2 separate regions of the Capsicum annuum genome follow, and region 2 is linked to region 1. Evidence: chromatin contacts called from public Hi-C data. All regions are on one chromosome and are shown on one strand. Each heading gives the region's core, a stretch centred on a gene start, on an enhancer-like site or on the middle of the called end of the contact. The rest is flanking DNA. Distances are from core to core; before and after follow the strand shown.

What was found. A called contact is a pair of places that touch in the nucleus more often than the background predicts.
Region 2: a contact with region 1 is called in a Hi-C map of placenta, with 2.7 times the contacts expected there. The contact joins two enhancer-like sites. A contact is called at or near these places in 2 of 5 Hi-C or Micro-C datasets (leaf and placenta).

What each region holds. Positions count from the first base shown.
Region 1 is chr3:62,554,503-62,557,538 of UCD10Xv1.1, reverse strand. No RefSeq gene overlaps it. Among protein-coding and RNA genes, the nearest start is that of LOC107863799, 55 kb to the left of the region's middle. Within about 2 kb of position 1,453, at least 1 of the 5 cell types and tissues checked has an H3K27ac peak or open chromatin away from gene starts, as enhancers often do.
Region 2 is chr3:62,624,008-62,627,043 of UCD10Xv1.1, reverse strand. No RefSeq gene overlaps it. Among protein-coding and RNA genes, the nearest start is that of LOC107863799, 14 kb to the right of the region's middle. Within about 2 kb of position 1,498, at least 2 of the 5 cell types and tissues checked have an H3K27ac peak or open chromatin away from gene starts, as enhancers often do.

The DNA.
Region 1 (3,036 bases), core at 204-2,703:
CATTAGTGTCAGAAGATTCCATATTAGACTTAATGGTATAATTGGATAGGGTGGTAGGATTCTAATCTAGTAGTCCTTTGGGTATTGGACTTATTAGTGTTGGATGCATATACATATTGAAATTATATGAGTAGGTAGAATGTAAGACATAAAGGTTTTGAATTTCCTAATCTTCGAAAATTTGTAGTACTGATTAAGAGTTTATTTGAATGGACTTATAACTTATAATTTATGTAGATACATGACTTTTTATTCTCTCTGAATTTAATTTATATTTTGATATTAAATATTTATATTTAATCCGATATTATTTTAACTCTTATTTCATTTTTAATAAATTTCTAGTTAAAATAAATAAATAAATTTAATTTTGAAAAAAAAATTATTTTTATTTTTATTTTAAAAAATAATACAAAAATTCAAAAAATCTTTTTTTTTTGTTTTCTAAATTTTAATAAATAAATTAGTAGTTTTAGTACTATTTTATTATATTTATTTTGGCTATTTATAAATTTTTATTATATTTTATTAAATATAAAAACTAATTAGTTATTATTATATTTATTATTATTATTATTATTTTATTTATTTATTTTTATTTATTTATTATTTTAATTTTGTTATTATTATTATCTTCTATAAATATATTATTTTTTTCAAAAAAAAAAAGTTCAAAAATTTGAAATCCTCCCCTTATCTGATAAGTAACCATTCCCCCCAAAGTCCTAGTATTTAAGAAATATTCCCCACCACCCAGAACGTAGGTACTCTGTATTACACATTATCTAAAAAAAGAGAGTGAAAATTCAAAGAGAAGATATCAGTAAAAAAAAAAAGCAACATTTGAGAAGAGCAAACAAATCAGAAAAAACAAAAGATCAAACAAAAGAGAGAAAAAAAGAAAGTTGAAGTTGAAGTTCTGTTGAAGTTTTCGGTGACAACCTCTTGCTTTTGTATTCAATTAAATTGACGTAAAAGTTCTATTTTGATCCCATTTCTTTTAATGTTGTAAATTTCCTGTGAAAAATATGAACAGAATGTTCAAATGATCTCAATCACTGTTTAGTATATATGATTAATTGATTATGTGAATTTTATATTATTATATGTTATATGATCAAGTTACAAAATGTTTAATGTATTTGTATGCAGATGTATTGAATGTTAATATTGTGTGTTAATATTATCAAGTTAAAGAAAAGAAAAAGAAAAAGAAAAGAAAGAGAGAAAAATAAACTCGCTGTACACACACAATGGAGAAGGAAAAAAAATATCGGTGAAGAGAAAAGAAAACTTGGAGAAAACAGAAAGAGAAAAAGGATACATTTTCAAAAAAAAAAAAAAGAGTTTTACAAAAGTATTTTTGAAAGTTGTAATTTGGAGTTCGAGTGTTATAGGTCTTTGACTCAAGTTTTGATGACGACATCTTTATTTTCATACTCAATTTGTTTTGTCACGTAGTGAAAAGCTCCACGGTCAATTTGTAATTTTTAAAATCGAGTAACTGATTATGGGGTTTGTAGACATGTTGAAGGAAAATTGTTTCATTTGAAGTCCAACTCTACTCTTCATTTTTAGTAAGTAGTTTTAATCACATGCTAGTGCTATTTGTGGAATGTTCTCATTATTAAGTTTATTGTATTTGTTTGAATTCATTTCATGGTTATCTGTTGGCATCCAAAAACTTAGCTAATTGAAACATAACTTCAACTACCTCCTCTAAATGTTGTGCCATTTCACTGTGTTTTTCCTAAGTTGATTTTTGTTTGAGTGTTGGTATATTTTTTTGAAGGTTATAGTTCTGTGACATTTTATTTTTTTTGAAGTGAAATTTCTACATTATCCCATGTAACATTGTTCAAATTACATAAACTATTCTTTTATTGTTTGGGAGAAATAACTAACTGATGCATGTAGTTTATAATGCTTTGAGTTTGTATTAATATAAAGAGATTAGATTTGAGGGTCATATTAAAGATTAGTATAATATGGCTAGATTTGTGTATTTTTTTTATTATTCATTGTCATTAATAAATTTTATTAATTTTATTGTTAAATTAATTAATCACCCTAAATGAATTTTGCTCAAATTTATTATTAAAGTTAGATAGTGTTTTTGATAGATCAAATTATTACGATTTTACAAGAAATAAGTTAAGACCTTTAACACTAAATAAATTTTTAAACGTGCTTTTAAATATTCGTCTAAATTAAGAATACGACATACACATCTTTTTGAGACTTTTAAAAATTCAAGGATGCAATAATGCACCTTGACAAATATTTTTCTAAATTAACTTTCACTGATTTATTTAATATAAGATAATAGACAAGTTTTTAGTATAATAAAATGAGCAGTTTTAGGCCTTAATATAATTTATAAAAATAGTTTAAGTCAAGATAAGTCAATAAAAGCGTCTGTGCTAGAACCATGGGACTCGAGGGGTGTCTCACACCTTCTCTTCGGTCAACAAAATTTCTTATCCGATCTTCTGTTTTCGCAGACCAACAAAGAGTCATTTTCTTTTGATTATGGATTCAAAAGGTGACTTGGAACACCAAAACTCAATTGCAAGTGGCGACTCAGTAAATTAAATTAATCCCTATTTAAAACCATCACTTTAATTGAAAAAATCCTTCGACTTCGATCCTCTCGGGCGAAAAAAGGGTGTGACATCTCTGACGACTCTGCTGGGGAAATATACAAATTCGAGCTTTTGATATTGACTTTACTTGCTTTAATTATTTTGATATTATATTTGTTGGTCTTATGTGCTACTTGTCGCTCATTTACTGCTTTGATTTTGTTGAACTGTATTTATAATCTATCTTCTCTTGCGCACCCCCTCTGAATCTCTGAAATAGGATAGAAGGATGCATCGTATGCATCCTACTTTCTTTTTGAAAAAGCCGGAGTATCAAGGCACCTGGTGAAGAATTATAGTCACACATGTTAGGCGGGGTTCGGATCGGCAACGAAGGCGGAGTAGCACTGCTACCGAATAAGTTATCCCTCCCCGTGTCGAGTGTCCGCTT
Region 2 (3,036 bases), core at 249-2,748, 69 kb before region 1:
CATAATCGAGCAATTTAATCTTTCTTAGGATCAGTATTTTTAAGGCGGAGGCGTAAGGCGAGGTGAGGCGTAAGTCTCTAGAGATGGGCGTAAGTCCTACGAATTCTTTAATTTTTAATATTTTATAAATTAATATAATTATAAATAAATATTTTGAAAGAGATAAATCACCCAAAAAAGGTAAAACTACATCAAAATTATAAAAAAAAATAAGTGAAATATGTATCTTAAACTGGCAAAAAAATTTGAAAAACAAACCAAAGCCGCATGATACAACGAATAGATAAAGTCAACTTTCATATCTCAAAAACACAACTTTGTATAAAAAAAAGGTGCATAATTAATCAACCCCACCTTCCTGTTACTTGATCAATATATTTACGCACCCCTTTATCATATATTATATTTTAAAGAGATCAAAAAAATAAATAACTTAAAAGTTTATCATTATGCGACTTAAAAAGAACTAAAAGAAAAGAAATGGACTTAAAAGAAGAAAGTACACTCAGCATCTTCTTGAATAGCGGTATCGTCGACACCCACCCACCAATATGTTTGAAAGGTGACTTTATAAATTTTCTTTTACTTTTGATTTGAGTATTTAAGTATTCATCAATGATATATTTTAGTATTAAGTTTAAATTAGAGATTTAATAGAAAAAAATCATTCTACTTTGTAAACTTAATAAGCTTACGCCTAATTTGTGTTTCACGCTCCGGTGAAACGTCCCAATGCTTTGACGAACGCCTCAAATTTTGAGGTGTTTTTCTTTCCGTACTTTTACCTTCCCACAATGTCATTTTGACTATGCCTCACCTCGAGACGCGCCTCAAGACAAGCTTTGTAACTGTCTTTTAAAACACTATTGAGAATTCATGTGATTTAATTCATTCTAATATTTTAGGAATTATTATGTTTTGCAATTATTACCGGAGATATTTATATGAAACGAAAAAGCCGTTTTTTTTTTTCCTTTTCTGTAATTTATTTCAGTTTGTATTAAGGATTAATGGTTATGGATTATGTTTGACAGCAAAATTGTGAATTTCCCTTCTTTCTTAGGCATTGACTGATCAATTCGATAACTTGGGGGTGTGTTTGGTATGGAAGAAATTATTTTTAAAAAAATATTTTTTAATTTTTGGCACTTTTTGTAGGTCCATATTTTGAAGAAGATTTTCTTTCAAAAACAAGTCTATATTTTTATAAGAAAAATAAGTTTCTTAGTGAAAGTAGAAAAAAAGTTTTGAAATACTTTTCTTCTTCCAATACTTCCAAATCCCACCTCCACCCGCCCCTTTCCTTACCCCTATCTTCATGTCTAGATTTTATATTAATGTATTTAATATAATATTTTTAACTTACTAAACACAAAAAAATCAAAAAATTATATTTTAGAAAAACATCATCCATAAAAAAAATATATTCCCAAACACACCCTTGATGAAGACATCCAAATATGAAATTATTATTATTATAACTGTTGTTTTATCACAAAAATATGGAATATCTAGGCTGGGAGCAGTAATTGATATTTGGCCATTTAAGGAATTATCGACCCCACTCAAAGGTTCTCTCAGTAAATCCCATCCCAAAATTTCATTCACTTTAAGAGGAAAAATAGAGAAAAAAAATGACAAATTTAAAATTATAATTAAAATAAATAGTATAACTTTTATAAAATTAAATTTAATAATAAAAATAGCATTATTTTAATGGTTTCATGTCACACATACGTATTTATAGTTATCTATACTATTTTCACTCCATCATTTTATCTCTTTTCTTTTCTATTTTTTTTTTTTTAAATAGCTCCTATTTTTTAGATTTTTCTTTCAAATTCTTACTTCTTTCATATTTTTTTCATCTTCTAGATAAAGATCGTGCTCCACAAAATCAGACAACTCTTAATTTACAATTATTGCATATTATCTCTTTTTCAAATTCTATATATTTTGTATTTTTTTTTTCCACCATTGTTATTGACTTTTTTTTTTTTTGAGTTATTTGGTTGCATAATTATGGAGGTCTGCTCTAATGGCAGAACACACACCATATAGAAGATCAAATAGAAATATACCACCTATCAATTTAGTTTTTTATAATCCCCCATCCTTTAGTATTGGACTATATCAAGATGAAATTGTTAAAGTGAGTTCTACGTCTAAACCGTCGAAGAAATTAATGAGCGTCGAAGAGGTGAGGTCGAAGCATCGCAACGATCCAGAAAAGATGGCTGAAATTATGAAAGAAAAAAATTGGAAAAAGTTTCATCTCCAAAACTCCTAAAAATGAAAAATCTGGAAAAAAAAATAAGAAGCAAAAGAATCGGTGAAACAGGCAGAATTCTAAGTCTTGATATTGAAAATTCATACGAAGATGATTCAGATGAATAGAAAGAAGAAGAGGATAGAAAGAAGAAGAGGTGTTTGTATATGTATTTATCACGAATGTGTATTTTACAGATGCATTTAGCTAATAGGTACTCATTTGTATATATATACAAATCTTGTTGTATATATATACATGTTGGATCATGTACATGTATTTGTATTTTGTTTATATATATATGTAGATTCAGATGTATTTCTTGTACCATGTTCGTTTGTATTTGAACTGTTCTGTGGTCATTATATTGTACCATATTTATTTAGTATATTTTTATAGTGTAAGATATTTATTTTGTATATTTTGAATACTATATATATATATATATATATATATATATATATATAGAGAGAGAGAGAGAGAGAGAGAGAGAAAGTGTATAAAATATATGTATAAAATATTTATTACAATAAGGGACAACTCTCTCTCTCTCTCTATATATATATATATTTGTACAGTGTTGAATGTTTATTTTAGACTGTTGTGATTTTTTAAAGTGTAACATATGTATTTAATGTATTCTTACATTGTAAGATTTTTATTTTGTATATCTTAATATGTATATGTACTAGTCAAGTGTACGTGGTTTGCACGTGTGTCACGTTAATTAATAATAAAGATATGAATATAATTAATAGTGTAAAATT